2 separate regions of the Sus scrofa genome follow, and region 1 is linked to region 2. Evidence: chromatin contacts called from public targeted proximity ligation data. All regions are on one chromosome and are shown on one strand. The core of a region is the stretch at or near the end of the contact, and the rest is flanking DNA. Distances in the headings are between cores, read along the strand shown. Region 1 overlaps CAPG (macrophage-capping protein). Region 2 holds the start of VAMP8 (vesicle-associated membrane protein 8).

The links.
Region 1: a targeted proximity ligation map of alveolar macrophages shows a contact between it and region 2. A contact is called at or near these places in 1 of 5 promoter capture datasets (fetal skeletal muscle), 13 of 47 Hi-C or Micro-C datasets (blood, brain, embryonic fibroblasts and 6 more) and 2 of 2 datasets of targeted methods (alveolar macrophages and skeletal muscle).

Annotation. Positions count from the first base shown.
Region 1 is chr3:59,354,130-59,356,829 of Sscrofa11.1, reverse strand. All of the region lies in intron 3 of CAPG (macrophage-capping protein), which reads right to left. Among named protein-coding and RNA genes, the nearest start is that of CAPG, 20 kb to the right of the region's middle.
Region 2 is chr3:59,191,844-59,194,543 of Sscrofa11.1, reverse strand. VAMP8 (vesicle-associated membrane protein 8) reads left to right here and starts at 1,379. Exons shown (of 3, transcript XM_003354743.4): 1 at 1,379-1,795. The coding sequence starts at 1,793.

The DNA.
Region 1 (2,700 bases), core at 95-2,594, 160 kb before region 2:
AAACAGACCCACAGACATAGAGAACAGACTTGTGGGTGCCGAGGTGAGGGAGGAGGGCATGGGTGGACAAGGAGTTTGGGGTCAGTAGATGCAAGCTATTCCATTTATAATGGACAAACAACAAGGTCCCATAGTATAGCACAGGGAACTATATCCAATCTCCGAGGATAGACCAGGATGGGAAATAATATTAAAAAAGAATGTATATAAATGTATGACTGAGTCATTTTGCTGTACAGCAAAAACTGGCACAGTATTGTAAAACAACTGCAATTAAAAAAATCAGGAGTTCCCCTTGTGGCTCAGTGGTTAATGAATCTGACAAGGAACTATGAGGACTCGGGTTCAATCCCTGGCCTCGCTCATTGGGTTAAGGATCCGGTGTTGCCATGAGCTATGGTGTAGGTTGCAGACGCAGCTCAGATCCCGTGTTGCTGTGGCTGTGGCATAGGCCGGCAGCTACAGCTCCAATTTGACCCCTAGCCTGGGAGCCTCCATATGCTGCGGGTGCGGCCCTAAAAGGACAAAAGATAAAAAGAAAAAAAAAGGAAAAAAAGAAAATCAGCAAATGCAGTATCCATAGCTTCACTCACTGTTTCCTATGTTCCCATTACTAAAGGGCTTCTTTCTTTGGCTGAAAATGCAGCGCCCACAGCAGCAAGCACTGCAACACAGTTCCTGCCGTGCAGCTGAACAGGAAGCCCCAGCAGTGAGTGCGAGAGAAGAGCCTGGGGAATTCCAAGGTTAAAAGGCAGGCTAGCAGAGTTCCTGTAGTGGCTCAGTGATAGTGGCTAGTATCCATGAGGACACAGTTCGATCCCTGGGCTTGCTCAGTGGGTTAAGGATCCAGCATTGCCCTGAGCTGTGGTGTAGGTGGCAGACACGTCTCAGATCTGGCGTTGCTCTGGCCATGGCACAGGCCAGCAGCTGCAGCTCCAATTCAGCTCCTAGCCTGGGAATTTTCATATGCCGTGGGTATGACCCAAAAAGACAAAATAATAATAATAAAAAAAAAGGCAAACTGGCACCATCAGGAGACTATTGGGGGCTGAGGAAGCAGGAAGGGCAAAGAGCAACCTTTGAGGGGTAGATGGGAGAACAAAAGGTGTGAGTCTGAGTAGGAAACAGGGAGAAACAGGAGCAGTGGTCATGGGTATCAAATCCCATGTGAAGTCTGACTTTCCCTCCCCTTCCTAATTCACAACAGAGCTGAAGGCGTTTTTTGGAATCACACTTCCCCAATGGGGGGAGGCAGGGAGGGGAACGTTTAATAGCTGGCCATCCCCCAGAGAGTCACATGCTGTGCCCACATCCCCTGCAACAGAAGACTCAGCCTGTGACTCAGGCCTCAAGTGGTGAGGTGGCCACCCCCAAGCCCAAGCCAGTGGGGAGAGCTCAGGGACAGAGGTGGTGTGAGCAAGAGAGCGGATGGTCAGCTGTCTGCTTTTTGTTCTGCGTTACTGACCTCAGGGCTCAGGCAGCAGCCCACAATAGATACAGGTGGGGCGAGAGCCACTGCAGTGTTTTGGTGAGAGGGGATGGCTGCCCGTCCCTCATCTCTCTGGCTCTCCAGCCTGGCTGCCTGTTAGCATTGCCTTGGGATCTTATAAAAACTAAAGACCCATGCCTGGCGATTTGGATTCCACATTGGATTCCGCATCTGCATTTTGAACTATGTTCCAGGTGGTTTTCTTGCTGCCAGGTAACTCTGTCCAGGACAGCATCTCACACCTGCCTCCATATTATTATTATTGTTTTTGGTCTTTTTAGGACCACACCGGATCCAAGCCACGTCTGCGACCTACACTGCAGCTGGTGGCAATGCTGGATCCTTAACCCACTGTGCGAGGCCAGAAATGGAACCCGCATCCTCATGGATCCTAGTCAGGTTCTTAACCTGCTGAGCCGTGACAGGAGCTCCCTGCCTGCACATTAGAGTCACTGGGGGACCTCAAAAAAAAAAAAAAAAAATCTCAATGCCCAGGCCACATACCAGACCAGTTAAAACCACTCTCCAGGGTGGAGCCTGGATATCAATGCTGGAGAAGTTCCAGGTGATTCTAACGCTGGCCCCCAGCCTTCTGCGTCAGGCTCTCCCAGGGGAGCACCCACCTGACATCTGACCTGTCACTCCTCCTCTCCCTCCAGCCCCTCTGCCCAAGCCCACAGCTCCTTAGGCTTCCTCGATGCTCACCTCTACCCTCACATCCATCAAAGCCCCACTACCCCTCCAGGCTCATTTCAAGCCGCAGCTGTCCCAGGAACCTTCCAGGACTTTCAGTGGCCTCAGCGCTCTGGGAGTTCTCCCAGCCCCGTCACCTGGGAGCAGACCCTTCTTCTGTTCCTGCTCACAGGCTGTCTTAGAGCACGGCCTGACAGGAGACACCCCCAGTACTCCTGCATTCCTCAAGCAGCCCATGACAGGGTCTCTTCAAGGTCTATGCTGGGAGCCCGGCAGTGGGCAGAATGAAGGGGGAGGGGCACAGACATGAAGAACAACCCGTGTAAGTCTCACTGGTCTAGCTGATAAGGGTAGTGAACCGGAAGCATCACATCTGAGGGACTGTAGACAAACTTCCCTTAGATGGGGACTGTCACAGAATCACAGACATCAGCATCAGAAGGGGCCTTAATACTCAGCTAATCCTACTCCACATCCGCATCCCAATATATACCCATTCACGCACAGCACAGAAGTCC
Region 2 (2,700 bases), core at 130-2,629:
ATAATAAGTCTTTGAAATCTGTGGGGGTTTTTTGTTTGTTTTGTTTTTAGGGCCACATTCATGGCATATGGAGGTTCCCAGCCTAGGGGTCTAATTGGAATACAGCTGCCAGTCTGTGCCACGGACACAGCAATGCGGGATCCGAGCCGCATCTGCAACCTATACCACAGCTAACGGTAATGCCGGATCCTTAATCCACTGAGCAAGGCCAGGGATTGAACCCGCAACCTCATGGTTCCTAGTTGGATTTGTTTCCATTGCACCACAAAGGGAACACCTGAAATCCGTGTGTGTGTTTCATTTACTCTTAAATCTCATCAGAGTTCAGACTAGCCACATTTCAAATGTTGAACAGCCACTTGTGGTCCAAGGCTACTGTACTAGACAGCAGCAAGTACAGATCAAAGGTTCTGACCTCCCTCTTCTTGGCCACATTGTAGCCTTTCTAAGGATGCTGAGGAGTCCAGGAGCCACATTCTCTGAAAGCAGGCTGTTACTATGCACCAAATTTCAGAGCTGCAGAAGATAATAATCTTATCTAATTGGAAGAAGGTTTCATTATAAATTAAAATTAAGGGTCTCAAAATGCTCCAGAGGTCCAAAATGTATGAGACTCTTTAAAAAAGCATTTGTCAGAGAAACTAACATTTCCCTCTTGGAACTGTTACCTCTTCTGGGATGGGACAGGAATGTTTGTTCCCTTCTGCACGTCCCTGTTATTGTTCTTCTGTCTTGATAAACACCATCCAGGAAGAGTGGATTTTCTCTGGCCTGGAGCCAGGTTGGTGGAAAAATCCTTTGCCCTGGGCCCCTTTTCCTGCTCCATAGGGCAGTCGTCTGACTGTTTCTGACAGGGCTCACCAACCCACATGGTGGCTCCTGAAGAGACGTACATGCAGGACTGTTGAACTCTGGAAGGAAAGGGGGGTTGGTGAGCCATCATTTCCTGATTCCAGCAGTGGGCAGCCCTTGGTTCCAGACACTGTGCTAGGCACATGCTATGTTCTATCCTTTTATTCCTCACCACCACCCTCTGAGGTCAGCGTCAGCACCTGCAAAACCCAGACAGGCAGAGGTTCACTCAGGGTCTGCAGCCTTCTGACACCAGAGCCCAGAATCCCAGCATTCCAGACTCTGGGGGTTTTAGTGCTTTCTACACTAAAACAGACTTGGGAGCAAGGTCTGTCCAGAAAGTGTTCATCTCTGCATCCTGTTCCCATGCGAACAAGGTGCTGAAAGTTGAGTTCAATCTCCAAGAATTGAGGGTCAGATATTCAGGACTTTAGAAAAAGAAGCGGGACTTCCCGCTGTGGTGCAATAGGATTGGCAGCGTCTCTGCAGCTCCAGGACGCAGGTTTGATCCCCAGCTCAGCACAGTGGGTTAAGGATCCAGCGTTGCCGCAGGCTGCTTTGGTCGGCTGGGAATTCCATGTGCCGTGAGGCGGCCAAAAAAAGCGGGAGGGGGAGGAGATGGCTGCCCTTTCTACGTCAGTAAACCTAGGAGGGCTGCCTGATCTTTTTTTCCCTGGTTCCTGATACGTGAGAAGAATTGTGGTGCCAGGGAGCCCTGTGGCTTTAAGCCTAAGCCCTGGCAGGGGAGGAGACTGGGAGGGCTGTGGAGGGTGCCCGCCTACCTGGGGAACCTGCGCGAGGTGTGGCCGGAGCGGCTCGGGATGCGAGGTGGGCGGGGGCGGGCTGAAAGTTGGACAAGCAGGAAGTGAACCGACGGCCGCCCGGGAGGAAACCGATTTAGGCGAGTTCTGCTGCCGCCAGGCCCCAGCCGCTCGGAGACATGGTGAGAGAGCTGGAGACTAAGAAGGGGCTGATTTCAAGCCCAGCCAGAGGGTTCGAGGGGGAGGGCTGGGGATCAGCAAAGGAAAGTTAGTGGCAAAGTCCAGAGGGCCGAGCCAGCGCTGTGGCCTGTCTTCTTTGACAGTTCGTCTGCAAATAGTTCGGAGCTGCCTTGGGCGGGTGTTCCTGCTCCTTCTTCGCTCCCTCCCTCCCCTGACCCCGGAGCCGGCCGGGAGGGGGGCTCCGGTGGGGGTGGGGGAGTCCTAATTCTTCTCCTTCTCCAGCCGGCGGGCCCGCGGGTGTTGTGACATTCCTGGGCAGCGCCTCTGCTGTTCCCGTCGCAGGTTCCAGCCCAGCGGCGGAATCCCCCTTGCCTTTCTCTCTATTCTTGTACAGAAACGCAAAGAATGTGTCTCTCCCCTGAATCCAAGGAATCTAGCTCATCTCCATTAACGTGAGGAAGAGAGCTAAGGGTTTGAAAGTCAGAAGTGGGTTTTCTGTGAGTGTCTCGTTTGGACCCACACCAGAAGTCTAGTGGGTCAGGGAGGGAGTTTCTCCCTCCCTGTTCAAAAACCTTATCATAAAGCCTGGGGATGAGGCATCAGGCCAGGAAGAACTTGCCCTCCATTTCCCCCAACGCCCAGGCTGCTGTTTTTATTTTATACTTGCTTAAGCAGGCAGTGGCGTGGTGCCGGCTCATGACGCTAAATGGTGGGGAAAGCAGAAGTTTGTGGCCCAACGGCTCTCTGGTGGGGCCTTGTGAGGGACTTGTAGCCTGGTGGCTGTTGTTCTGGGTCACAGCCATCAGGCTGCCCAGGAGGTCCGGAGAGAGAGGGAGAGTTGAGCTGGGTGAGGGTGGTCTGCGGGCTGGCACAGGCATTTTTACTGAGGACCCTATGGGATTTGAGA